2 separate regions of the Mus musculus genome follow, and region 2 is linked to region 1. Evidence: chromatin contacts called from public Hi-C data. All regions are on one chromosome and are shown on one strand. The core of a region is the stretch at or near the end of the contact, and the rest is flanking DNA. Distances in the headings are between cores, read along the strand shown. Region 1 holds the start of Kif23 (kinesin family member 23). Region 2 has its middle 13 kb from the start of Gm39352.

The links. Hi-C and Micro-C count contacts between places; a contact is called where the count stands out from the background.
Region 2: a Hi-C map of cortical neurons shows a contact between it and region 1, with 5 times the contacts expected there. The contact joins the enhancer-like site here to the promoter of Kif23 in region 1. A contact is called at or near these places in 2 of 39 promoter capture datasets (hippocampal neurons and liver), 1 of 15 datasets of contacts at CTCF or cohesin (embryonic stem cells), 8 of 484 Hi-C or Micro-C datasets (the N1E-115 cell line, cerebral cortex, cortical neurons and 2 more), 7 of 115 datasets of contacts at active chromatin or transcription factors (astrocytes, embryonic forebrain, embryonic stem cells and 3 more) and 1 of 9 other capture datasets (liver).

The regions. Positions count from the first base shown.
Region 1 is chr9:61,943,386-61,948,826 of GRCm38.p6, reverse strand. Kif23 (kinesin family member 23) reads left to right here and starts at 2,028. Exons shown (of 23, transcript NM_024245.4): 1 at 2,028-2,215; 2 at 3,408-3,477; 3 at 4,496-4,624. The coding sequence starts at 2,205.
Region 2 is chr9:62,551,742-62,557,203 of GRCm38.p6, reverse strand. No RefSeq gene overlaps it. Among named protein-coding and RNA genes, the nearest start is that of Gm39352, 13 kb to the right of the region's middle. Within about 2 kb of position 2,438, at least 30 of the 459 cell types and tissues checked have an H3K27ac peak or open chromatin away from gene starts, as enhancers often do. A contact at or near this core is called in the N1E-115 cell line, cerebral cortex, cortical neurons and 2 more, where this site is marked.

The DNA.
Region 1 (5,441 bases), core at 779-3,278:
CTGGCCGCCAACACAAAACAATGATATTTTTGTAGACTTTTTGCTTCATTTTGCTTTGTTAAGGCATATTGGACTTTTGTGTGTTATTTTTTGTTTGTTTTATTGAGCTTTTATGTGTATATGATGGTCTCCAGTTTGTGTTTTTGTGGATTTCTGTGTGTGTGTGAGTTTCTCCCCCCCTCTCTCTTTTTTTCCTTTGTCTTTTTTTTAAGCGGGGGGGGGGGGGGGGGGGGTGGTTAGAAAGGGCATGTAGGAGGGTGGGCGTGGTGCACACCTTTAATCCCAGCACTTGGGAGGCAGAGACAGGTGAATTTCTGAGGCCAGCCTGGTCTACAGAGTGAGTTCCAGGACAGCCAGGGCTACACAGAGTAACCCTGCCTCGAAAAACCAAAAACCAAAAAAAAAAAAAAAAAAAAGAAAGAAAGAAAGAAAAAAGAAAAGAAAAGAAAACGAATGAGTTAGAGAGCCTTACTATGGATGGACAGGAGCAAGAGAGAGAAAACCCAGCATGAGTCAAAGCTACAGATGGAGCATGGGAGAGCCCCTCCAGTGTCCTTCAGTGAGAGCCTCCACCGCTTTCAACGCTTAGGGCCATGCCCATAGTGGTAAGCACCGAGCGTGCAACAGTGCCATCTAGCGAGGCTGAAGAGGATACGCTGGGAGAGGACTCCGTAAACAGGGGCCGGGCACCGCGTGGGGTGATGCTGAAATCAACGGTGCAGTGAGGGGCGGCAGGGGCTCTGGGATCCAGAGAAGGTGAGGCATTCTCCGAGGAAAGGAAGGCTGAGAGACAGCAGAGAGACTCGAGTGTGGGGGCAGAAACGTTCCACGCATGAGCGTTGGGCTTGGGACAGGTGAGAGGTGACGCAACTGAACAGGAAGACTAGCCTCAGGGCCCCACTGAGGGTCTCAAGCAAAGGGCGATGACCCACCCTAGGGCTCTCCCAGACCTGTGACTTATAGGTGAGAGTGCAGTCAAATGGATCGGTTTTGGAAAGTGATGGTGGCAAAGCCTGGTAGCTTTCTATCTGCTTCTGGAAATTTATCCATGGATGCATTTTCAGGTTTATTCATCGAAGCAGTTTGCAACAGTAAATATTGGAAAGACTAATGTCCAGTAATATGGACATTAACTATGGATATTAAACTGGCTATCCTTATCAGTGCTGGCCCTAAAGGAAGTTCTAAGTGGAGCTTGAGTCACAGAACGCAGGTGTGGCTACATCCCTGGGGAATCGTCAGCATGGGGGCTGGGATTAAATGAGAAAGAATCAACTTGTAGAAGGCAAAGGGTAAACGGTGGTTGCACAAGGGCAGTGGGTAGATTTTATGCATCTCTGTATATCCAGGAAACATCAAAATCAAGAATTTGAAGGTTAAGGATGTGTGGCTTAGTGGTATCACCTTTGCCTAACATTGTGAGGCTCTAGGTTTGATCACTAGCACCATGAAACACACACACACACACACACACACACACACACACACACACACACAGAGAGAGAGAGAGAGAGAGAGAGAGAGAGAGAGAGAGAACTGGAGAATCCAGAGAAAGGAACTTACAACAGGTTGTCTGCCAAGTTGGTATAGTCTTCAAGATCATTCTGGGGTCCTCACTGTAAGTGTGAGGCCAGCCTGGGATACAAGATACTCTCGTCTCAAAATAAATATCAAAAGTAAGATAAAATGTAAACGTAGAACTAAAAGTAAAGGTAAAAATAAAATATAAATACAATAAAATGAATAAGATGATGTGGTAGCCAGCGGCCAGCCTGAAATTAGAACATGCCCGACCAAGGCTTTACTTCCTTAGAGGTTCTCAGGACAAAGACTGGGAGATCTCAGCTTCTGCGTCAGAACGGAAGGGCGGAAGGGCCGGGATTTCCCCTCTCAGGTTTTTCTCCAGCGCTGCCCTCCTCAGCCTCCGGCTGGCGCCCTTGGGTTGCCAAGGAGACGAGCGCCCCTGCTGGCCGTGCCAGCGCTCCCCGAGGCCCCGCCCCTTCGCCGCAGGCGGCCGCTGATTGGCCTGTTTGAAATGCGCCGGGCGGGCGCACACTTGGGCTTGCAGCGTCGCCGCCGGGCTCTCCTCAGATTGAGTCCTGGTCCCCGCGGCCGTGGTTTGCTCGGCTTAGTTCCCGCCAGCCTTGCTCCTGTCGGAGCCCGACGTCCCGCGCGCGCGTCAGGATAGCACGGAGCCTGCGGTCATGAAGTCAGCGTGAGTACTGGTGGGAGGACTGCGTGGGGGTCGCCGCCCTCCTCACGCTGAGACTGGGGACTGCCCGGGAGCTGAGTCCGTAGTACAGTGTAGGCCGAAGCTCCGCACTGCAGAGTTCTGGTGGCTGGCGACCCTGGTGTGCCGGCGCCCTCCCAGTCCTCTGAGCCCGCGAAGGCTGCCTCCGAATCCGGGGCTGTCTGCCACCACCTCCTCGGGTTGCCATCCTTTGGGCTGCCCATCCCTCCCCAGCTTCCTTCCTCCCCGCCCGCTGCGCAGGTGGCAGGTCTGGGGACCCCGGGCGGCGCGCAGCCGGGGTGCGCGCTGGCACTTTGGGGGAGTTGAGCCTCCACAGCTCCGTCGGCATCCCTTCCCTAGTTCTAGCCTTGAGGTCAGGGTCCTTCTGCAGCTCCGCCACCTTGCGCTATCTTTGTCCCCAGGCCATCCCACACGCCTACTCTATCTCCCACGCCCACATTCCTCAGTATTCCTAGACTCTTCAGGAGAGCCACATCCTGGTTACACTTTTACTGCGAAGGAGGGCTGGCTTTAGAAATCGTTACTTTCACACGCACACACACGAAAAAAAAAAAAAACGGAACTTTTTAAAATGAGGAAACGTCAGTCTTTATATTTACTTAAGGATACCTACCCTAGTATATCGCTGGACTCTGGTTTGCTTCTAGTTTACGTGTGACTCTATTGAGAAAAGTACTTTAATAATCTACAGTCTAAACGAGTCTTTTGGTTTAATTTGTGTTAAATATTCTTGTAGCCTATAAACGAGAAAGGAAAAAAAAGTTAAATGATAGAGAATGTTGAAATAAAATAATTTTTTATATTGTTTACTTAAAATAGCAAGACATTTCAGCATTGTGAATAATCTAATCTTCCTACATAGCATGAGCAAATCTCTGAATTTGCACTCCAACACTTAAAAAAAATACAAACAAAAGTTCCACTGAGTACTAATGGTATCAAAAGTGTATTTTCCCAATTGAAATTTTAATGAGTTAAATTACATATACCACATTTCTCGAGTACAGTTTATTGTTTATATACATGTTATTTGCTGTGCGGTATTTGAGATTGCTGGGAAATGATTTTTTTAAGCCTTAGGAAGTTCATTGTTAGAATTTGTGATGTCTTCTATGTTAGTGTTGAATTTATGGCTTTTTTTTCTCTTTTTAACCAGGAAGGCTAAGACGGTCAGAAAACCTGTAATAAAAAAAGGATCTCAGACAAACCTTAAAGATCCAGTGGGGGTAAGGTGTGTGTGTGTGTGTGTGTGTGTGTGTGTATTTTCTTTCTTTAGTCCACTTCTTGTATGTGTGTGCTTGAAAGGGGAGGAAAGCAATATGAAAGTCGGGTTAAAGAGCACGCAGTTAAACCGATGCACTGAATTGTATAAAGCTGGGTTTAGCTGGGAAGTTTGCTTTCTGTAAAGGGACTCTTTAGTTGTTGACTGCAAACCTACTATCACTAATTAGATTTGAAAGGTTAAATGGTCTCTCCCAGCAGGTTCTACTCTTTGGGGTGGGGATGGGTGGGGACTTTTTCCTCAAGTCTTAGCCCTCTCCCACCTGTGTGTGGTAACTGACACGTACTCAAAGTTCATAGAGACTAGTGCAGAATAACTGGATTTAGTTAGTACCTCTTCCTGAAAAGAAGTTTCTGAATATCCCCTCCATCCCCCCACTGCCACTGCAGAGGGTCTCTGGCTCCCAACTGTACCACCTGCTGTGAACACAGCTATACAGGGTTTCCCCAAATGAGGTCCTCTACCCTCCAGATGCTGTGATTACAAAGTGAGCTACCATGCCCACCTGAGCTGGCTGTTGGAAATAACACCCAACTCTAAAGAATTTAATGGCTTTTTCAGCTATTCAGAGAGATTTTTATGTTGTTGCAATTTTATTTGTGCACAACAGTGAAGAGATTACGGTTCAGTTTAATATTTTAACCTAAACTTATTTTGATTTAATGCACCTTTGCATTTGATCATTCTGAGCTGTAGATTTGTTTTTTGTGACTCAGGAATTTATGTTTGTAGGCGAATAAACAGAACTTAAATGGAAAGTCAAGTGTGTGCTGAACATTCACAGAGGTGCTTGCCTAGAGTCCCAGCATCCTGGAGACTAGCAGGCAGATTGCTGAGAGCTCCAGTCCACCTTGGCCTACAGACTGAGAACTTGTGTCTCAACAAACGAAACAAACAGAAAAGCCAAAAAGAAAAATCAGGCAAAAAGTCAACCTTGTTTGAACACCTCTTTCTTTTTCCAGGTGTACTGTAGGGTTCGCCCCCTGAGCTTTCCTGACCAAGAATGCTGTGTGGAAGTGATCAATAGTACAACCCTGCAGCTCCACACTCCTGAGGGCTATCGACTCAACAGAAATGGGGACTATAAGGAGGTAGGTTCCTAGTGGAAGGAACCAAATTGTTTTCAGTTTTGGATTTAAAAATTCATGTGTGATCTCATTTGTGGGAAGGAATACTTTAGCCACCTTATCTAAAGTGTCTTTCATTTCTAGGACGTGCAGATAGAGTTTTGGAATGATGGAATTATCCGGTTGCTTTCAGGGGATGATGATGATTCTTCTTCTTTTCCTCTTCTTCCTCTTCTTCCTCCTCTTCCTCCTCCTCCTCCTCCTCCCTCTCTCTCCTTTTGGTTTTTTTTTTGTTTGTTTCCTTTTGTATTTTTGAGGCAGGGTCTTACTGTGTAGCCCTGGCTATCCTGAAACTCATTATATAGACTAGGCTGGTGGCTTGGAACTCACAGAGATCTGCTTGCCTCTGTCTTCTGAGTGGTAGGATGATTAAAGGCGTGTGTCACCATCAGCTGACTTTCAGAGGATATCTTAAAACTGGATATATAAAACTTCACAGACTATGCCGGGGCCTAGCAAATACAGAAGTGGATGATCACAGTCAGCTATTGGATGGGTCACACGGCCCCCAATGCAGGAGCTAGAGATATTACCCAAGGAGCTAAAGGGAACTGCAACCCTATAGGTGGAACAACAATATGAACTAACCAGTACCCCGGAGCTCTTGTCTCTAGCTGCATATGCATCAAAAGATGGCCTAGTCGGCCATCACTGCAAAGAGAGGCCCATTGGACTTTAGATGCCCCAGTACAGGGGAACGCCAGGGCCAAAAAGGGGGAGTGGGTGGGTAGGGGATTGGGGGGGTGGGTATGGGGGACCTTTGGGATAGCATTGAAAATGT
Region 2 (5,462 bases), core at 1,189-3,688, 610 kb before region 1:
TGTCTGGAGACAAGTTGCCCTCTGGCCAGCTGCAGGCTTTAGCCCTTTCCTTCTCCCATCATGAGCTTCTTGGGGAAATGCTTGGGGGAGCGTCATCTCAGTAGTCTAATAACCAAAAGCATAGCACCTCACCTAAAAGACCTGGAGCGGCTTGCTGGATTGTGAGCCAGGATGACTCCTTGCCTCTGGGCCTTCTTGCTTCCCTCCCTAACTTCTTAGCTGGGGTGTTTCTTGTCACTGTTTTTCTGGTGTGGAAAGGGCAGGTGGCACTGTTGGTTAAATATCCGCTTCACCGGAGGACCAAGCTTACATTTGCTCGTCATGCTTTGACTCCCACCCAGGCAAATTACTTGGGTGGTGTCTTACGGTTTTACTGTTGTGAACACCATGACCAAAGCAACTCTTTCCCCCCCCCCCCCCCCAAGACAGGGTTTCTCTGTGTAGCCCTGGCTGTCCTGGAACTCACTCTGTAGACCAGGCTGGCCTCAAACTCAGAAATCCTCCTGTCTCTGCCTCCAAAGTGCTGAGATTAAAGGCGTGCGCCACCACCGCCTGGCCCAAAGCAACTATTATGAGGACAGCATTTAATTAGGGCTGGCTTACAGGTTCAGAGGTTCAGTTCATTATCATCAAGGTGAGAGCATGGCAGTATCCAGGCAGGCATGGTACAGGAAAAGCTGAGAGTTCTAAGTCTTCATCTGAAGGCTGCTAGCAGAAAACTGACTTCCAGGCAGCTAGGATGAGGGTCTTAAAGCCCACACTCACAGTGACACATATACGCCAAGGCCACACCTCCAAATAGTGCCACCCCCTGGGCCAAACATATTCAAATCACTACAGGTGGTAAATTCAATTCTTTGTGTGGAATTGTGACTTAAATGTCTGACTGACTGTGGTGTGGTCATTCTCCAATGCTAACATTTCTGAGGAAAGGCAAGTCTCCATTTGGCCTCCACCTTGTCCTCCATTTAACATTCCCAGCTGAATCCATGCAACCCTCGTGCAGGTTACCAGATCTCGAGCCATCAGGGGCTTTAGGTAGCTCATCCCACATGATGGACACACAGTAACTAAGGGTCTGATTCTTTCCCTCTTCCCACGCTGCCTGGGAATCAGACAGCCCGACTCGGGAAGGACTCTAGTCATCAAATACGTAAGACCTCTACCCGCCCCATCCTGGAAACCTGTAAGAGAGGACCTCTCACACTCAACCTCATGGGCCTGAACTCTCTTCAGAACTACGACCGACTATGTCATTAAAAACTGCCCTAGTAAAACTGCCCTCTTACTAAAAAGAGAGTCTGCCTCAGTTTCCCCCTCAAATCAGAGTCCCTAATACTCTGAAGTTCAGCGCCATCAGCTATAAAACCAGAATACCATAGCACTTATCTTATATGGCTTTTTTTTTATTGAAATAATTCCAGGTGCAAAAGGAGTTACATTGTAACACCCATCTTATGTCAGGAGTGTGGAGTTACTCTATCTTCTGAGGAGTATCTGTCATTCCTAGAAAGGCCAGCAGGTGGTACTGTCTCAGAACAAATCTTTCCACCAGTTTCTCTGTGCAGGTTTTCCATTGGGTTGTTTGTGGTGGGTAGATTGGGGAGGAGGGGAGGGCAAAGCTGACAGGAAGCAGTTATAGAGAGTATAGCACTCTCCTTTTCCAGAGGGGGCGTCACTAAGACCAAGAAGTGCTCAATACTTTCCACTGGCTGTGACAGAATAGACTGGAGTCCTCTCAGAAGAATCAGGCTGGAGTCCAGGGGACATTCTTGCCTTCTCCTTGCTTCATGGACTAGGATGCCACAAGACTGGCCAAGTAGGGATGCGGCAAGGACCAGTCATAGAAAAAGGCTGTCTGTGCTCTCCAGGCTGACTAGCGTCCAGAGAGATCTTGGTTATCAGGTTGACCAAGCTCTCTTCTCACAAACCGGATACTGGGAACTCAACAAAGTCATTTAACCAATGTGTTCCAGAAGCCAGAGTCTGGTCCAGGCCATGGGCCCAGGTCTCCTGCTTCCTAGATTGATCCCCTTCCAGTTTTTCTTGGTTCAAATGGGAAAGGAAAAAGTATACAGGAAAAAGATTGGCCCAAATGTCTTCCATCTCTGCACCTAGGCCACTCCTACTCCCTTTCACTCTGATGCTTAACCCATGACCCCTACCATCACAGTCTCATGAAATTGCCCTTTCGTCTCCTGCACTTGGAGTTTGGACAGAGGGCATCCATTTTTGTTAAACAGGAACACAATCTAGAGAGGGTACAAGCCTCCCAGGGGAAAGAAATAGCCATAAGAGGGATTGGGGGAAGCAGGGCATTGTTGCTGGGCAACCAACTTCTTCTGTTGCCTCGGTAACAGCCCCATCAGAGGGAGGCTGTATGCAGAGTGTGCCTATGAGCTCCAGTCCTGGTGGCACCAGCTGGCTGGGTGTCCCCTCCCCCCACCCTGTTTCACACGGCCTCCTGCACATATGGGAGGGCCCCAAGCAAGGTTACAGCCCTTTCCCTCTGCACCTCCTGCCTTCTGCACCATCCTTCAGCACAGAAGCATATGCTGTGCACATCCAGGTAGTCCGCTTGCCTCCAGACTCCTGTTCATACTCTCATTCACTCAACAAACATGCACCCTATGGTGCCTACACTGCAAGGACTCAGCCAGGTCCCAGGACACAGGGAAGTCAGGTAGGGTCACACAGTTTCAAGCAGTAACTAGCAGGGTAGTCAGACAAGTAACTGTGAATGCATTTGACCAGAGAACCATGGAGTCACAAAAGAGTGGGCCTCCACATCTGAGGGAGGAAAGGGGGAAGGGGTGGGCCGTGTAACACACTCCCAAGATGCCATGATCTCCTCTCCAGAACTTTGAGCAGTACTCACTGAGGCAAAGGGAACGTGCAGCTGTGACTACATTAGGGACTGTGTGGTGGGGAGTTACCCAGATCATCTTGGTGGCCCTGGATGTAACTATGGGTCTTCCAAGAAAGAGAGAGAACTAGAGAGAGGGAGATGGGGTGGTAGAAACACATGGCAGGAGCGCTGTGAGGAAGGGCCACAAAGTGCAGCATCTCCACAGCCCTCTGCTTTGGACTTCTGACCTTCAGTGCTGAGAAAGTATACAGTGGTCTCACTTCAAAGCATCAGATTTGTGGTCATTTGTAAGAGTGGCCACAGGGGTGGGGGGAAGAGTTGCCACAGAAAACTAATAGGGGTTGGAGAATTTCTTGGAGGAGGTGATGTCTGGTAGAACTCTAAAGAATTAGGGGTGAGTCCCTCAAGGGACAGAGAAGCCTACTTAGACAAAGACCAGGATGAGATTGGCTCTGGTCCACTGTGCTTTCTCAAGGCCGTGAGAGATAGACAGGGAGAGGAGGTAGAGGCTGGCAGTTGTGAGAGAGGAAGGTAGTGGCCGGATCACACCGGGTGTCCCAGGGAGCAAGAGGGAGCCACTGAAGGTCACAGGGAGAGGTGGCTGAGTCACACTGCAATGCTGAGGTCCCTGGCTTCAGCAGAAAGGACTGTGGAAGCAGTATAGTCCCCATGAGAGTTGAGAACAGCAGCGATGGGATGAAGGGGCAGCAGGAAAGGCTAGACTCTGGGATGAACTGGGGCGAACTATGGACTGACTCCATCCATCCCACTGTTTGGAAGACAAGGAAAGAACAGGTAATTTGGGGCTTTGGTTTTGCCAGTAGGTGGCGCCATTGGCCATACGGTGGTAGGGAGCCAGAAGTCTGGGGCAGATGTAGAAAGGAACCCAGTGTCTCTGAGCAAAACCCCAGGAGGTGGGAAATACTTACTGGGAATTAGATAGAGGATGCTGCCCAGAGAGCCTGTGGCTGTTAGGGTGCCTCTGCGGAGGCACCACCCCAGTTACCTCCTATTGCAGTTCCAACCAGAAGGTTCCAGAAGCTGACAGAGACTGAATATCTGAAGAGCAGCCCTGTCTGGGACCTAGAAAGCAGCTCTGTGTTCTCAACATCTCAACTCCAATTTCTTTATAAAACCTAGGCAGACTCCACCCTGGCCTGAGGAAGGGGACACCGTGGATCCGTTGGTGGCCCACCCTCCCACCCTTCTTCCAGTCGTCCAATATCCAGGAGAGCTGGAGGTGCCAGTGAGGCCTGAAAATGACCAGAACCCAGCTGGAAACCAAGAGTCTCAGGTGTATGGCAGGTCAAAGAAGGATGGGTACCGGCAACATCCTCACGTCCAACTCTGGGGGTACGTCTGTGAAAACACTGGGGTGTGAACTGGTAAACTGGACAGTAACTTAAAATTTTCCACCCTAAGAAAGTACTCTCTCCCACCAGGTATAGGGGCACACACCTTTAATCCCAGCAGAGGAGGAGGCAAGTGGATCCTTGTGAATTGGTGGTCAGCCTGGTCTAAGCAGTGAGTTCTAGGCTAACCGGGGCTATAGAGTGAGACGCTGTGTGATAGTTTGAGTAGGTATGGCTCCCACAGACATTTTGAATGCTTGGTCATAGGAAGTGGCACTATTAGAAGGTGTGACCTCGTTGGAGGAGTTGTGTCACTGGGAGGGAGGCTTTGGGGTTATATGAGCTCAAGCTAGTTGAAGTCACATGGTTTCCTTCTGCTGCCTTCGGATCGAGATGTAGAACTCTCAGCTCCTTCTCCATCACCATGCCTGCCTGCACACTGCCATGTTTCCCACCATGACCATAATGGACTGAACCTGTAAGCCAGCCCCAATTAGATGTGGTTCTTTATAAGAGCTGCCTTGGTCATGGTGTCTCTTTATAGCAATAAAACCCTAAGACATGTCTTGTCCTGTCTCAAGTATACAAACAAACAAACAAACAAACTCCTTTTACTCAGTAGTTTCAATGTTTGCAACATATCCTAAAGAAATAAACAGAGGCAGGTGTGATGGCACACACCTTTAATCTCAGCACTTGGGAGGCAGAGGCAGGCAAAACTCTGAGTTGGAGGCCAGCCTGGTCTACACAGCCAGTCTTGGACAGCCAGGGCTACACAGAGAAACCCTGTCAAAACAAAACAAAACAAAACAAAAAACAAACAAACAAAAAAACAGAACAGAACAGAACAGAATATCTATGTGCAGAGATGAACATGGGGCAGTGTTTGTAGTTGCCAAAACTGAAACAACTTATTTAACAACAGGGCAACATTGAGGGTTATTATAGCTGCTTAGAGAAAAGAATATTATGAACCCCCAAAAAGAAGAGTCTGAGGTGGGCATGGTGGTGCATAGCTCTGTTCAGGGTCATCCTTGCTTAAACGGTGACTTTGAAGATGGCCTGCCATCTTGTCTTAACAAACAAGAGAGATTTGGAAAAAAACAAAAACCTGTAGTGAGTGGAGGATGCATCTACAATGTTGCATCCTTATATCACACAGTATTGATTTCAACCCTGACAACTGTAACAAAGCCACTGTCCAGTTGGTTCACCAGACAGGCGCTTTCAGCCAAGCCTGG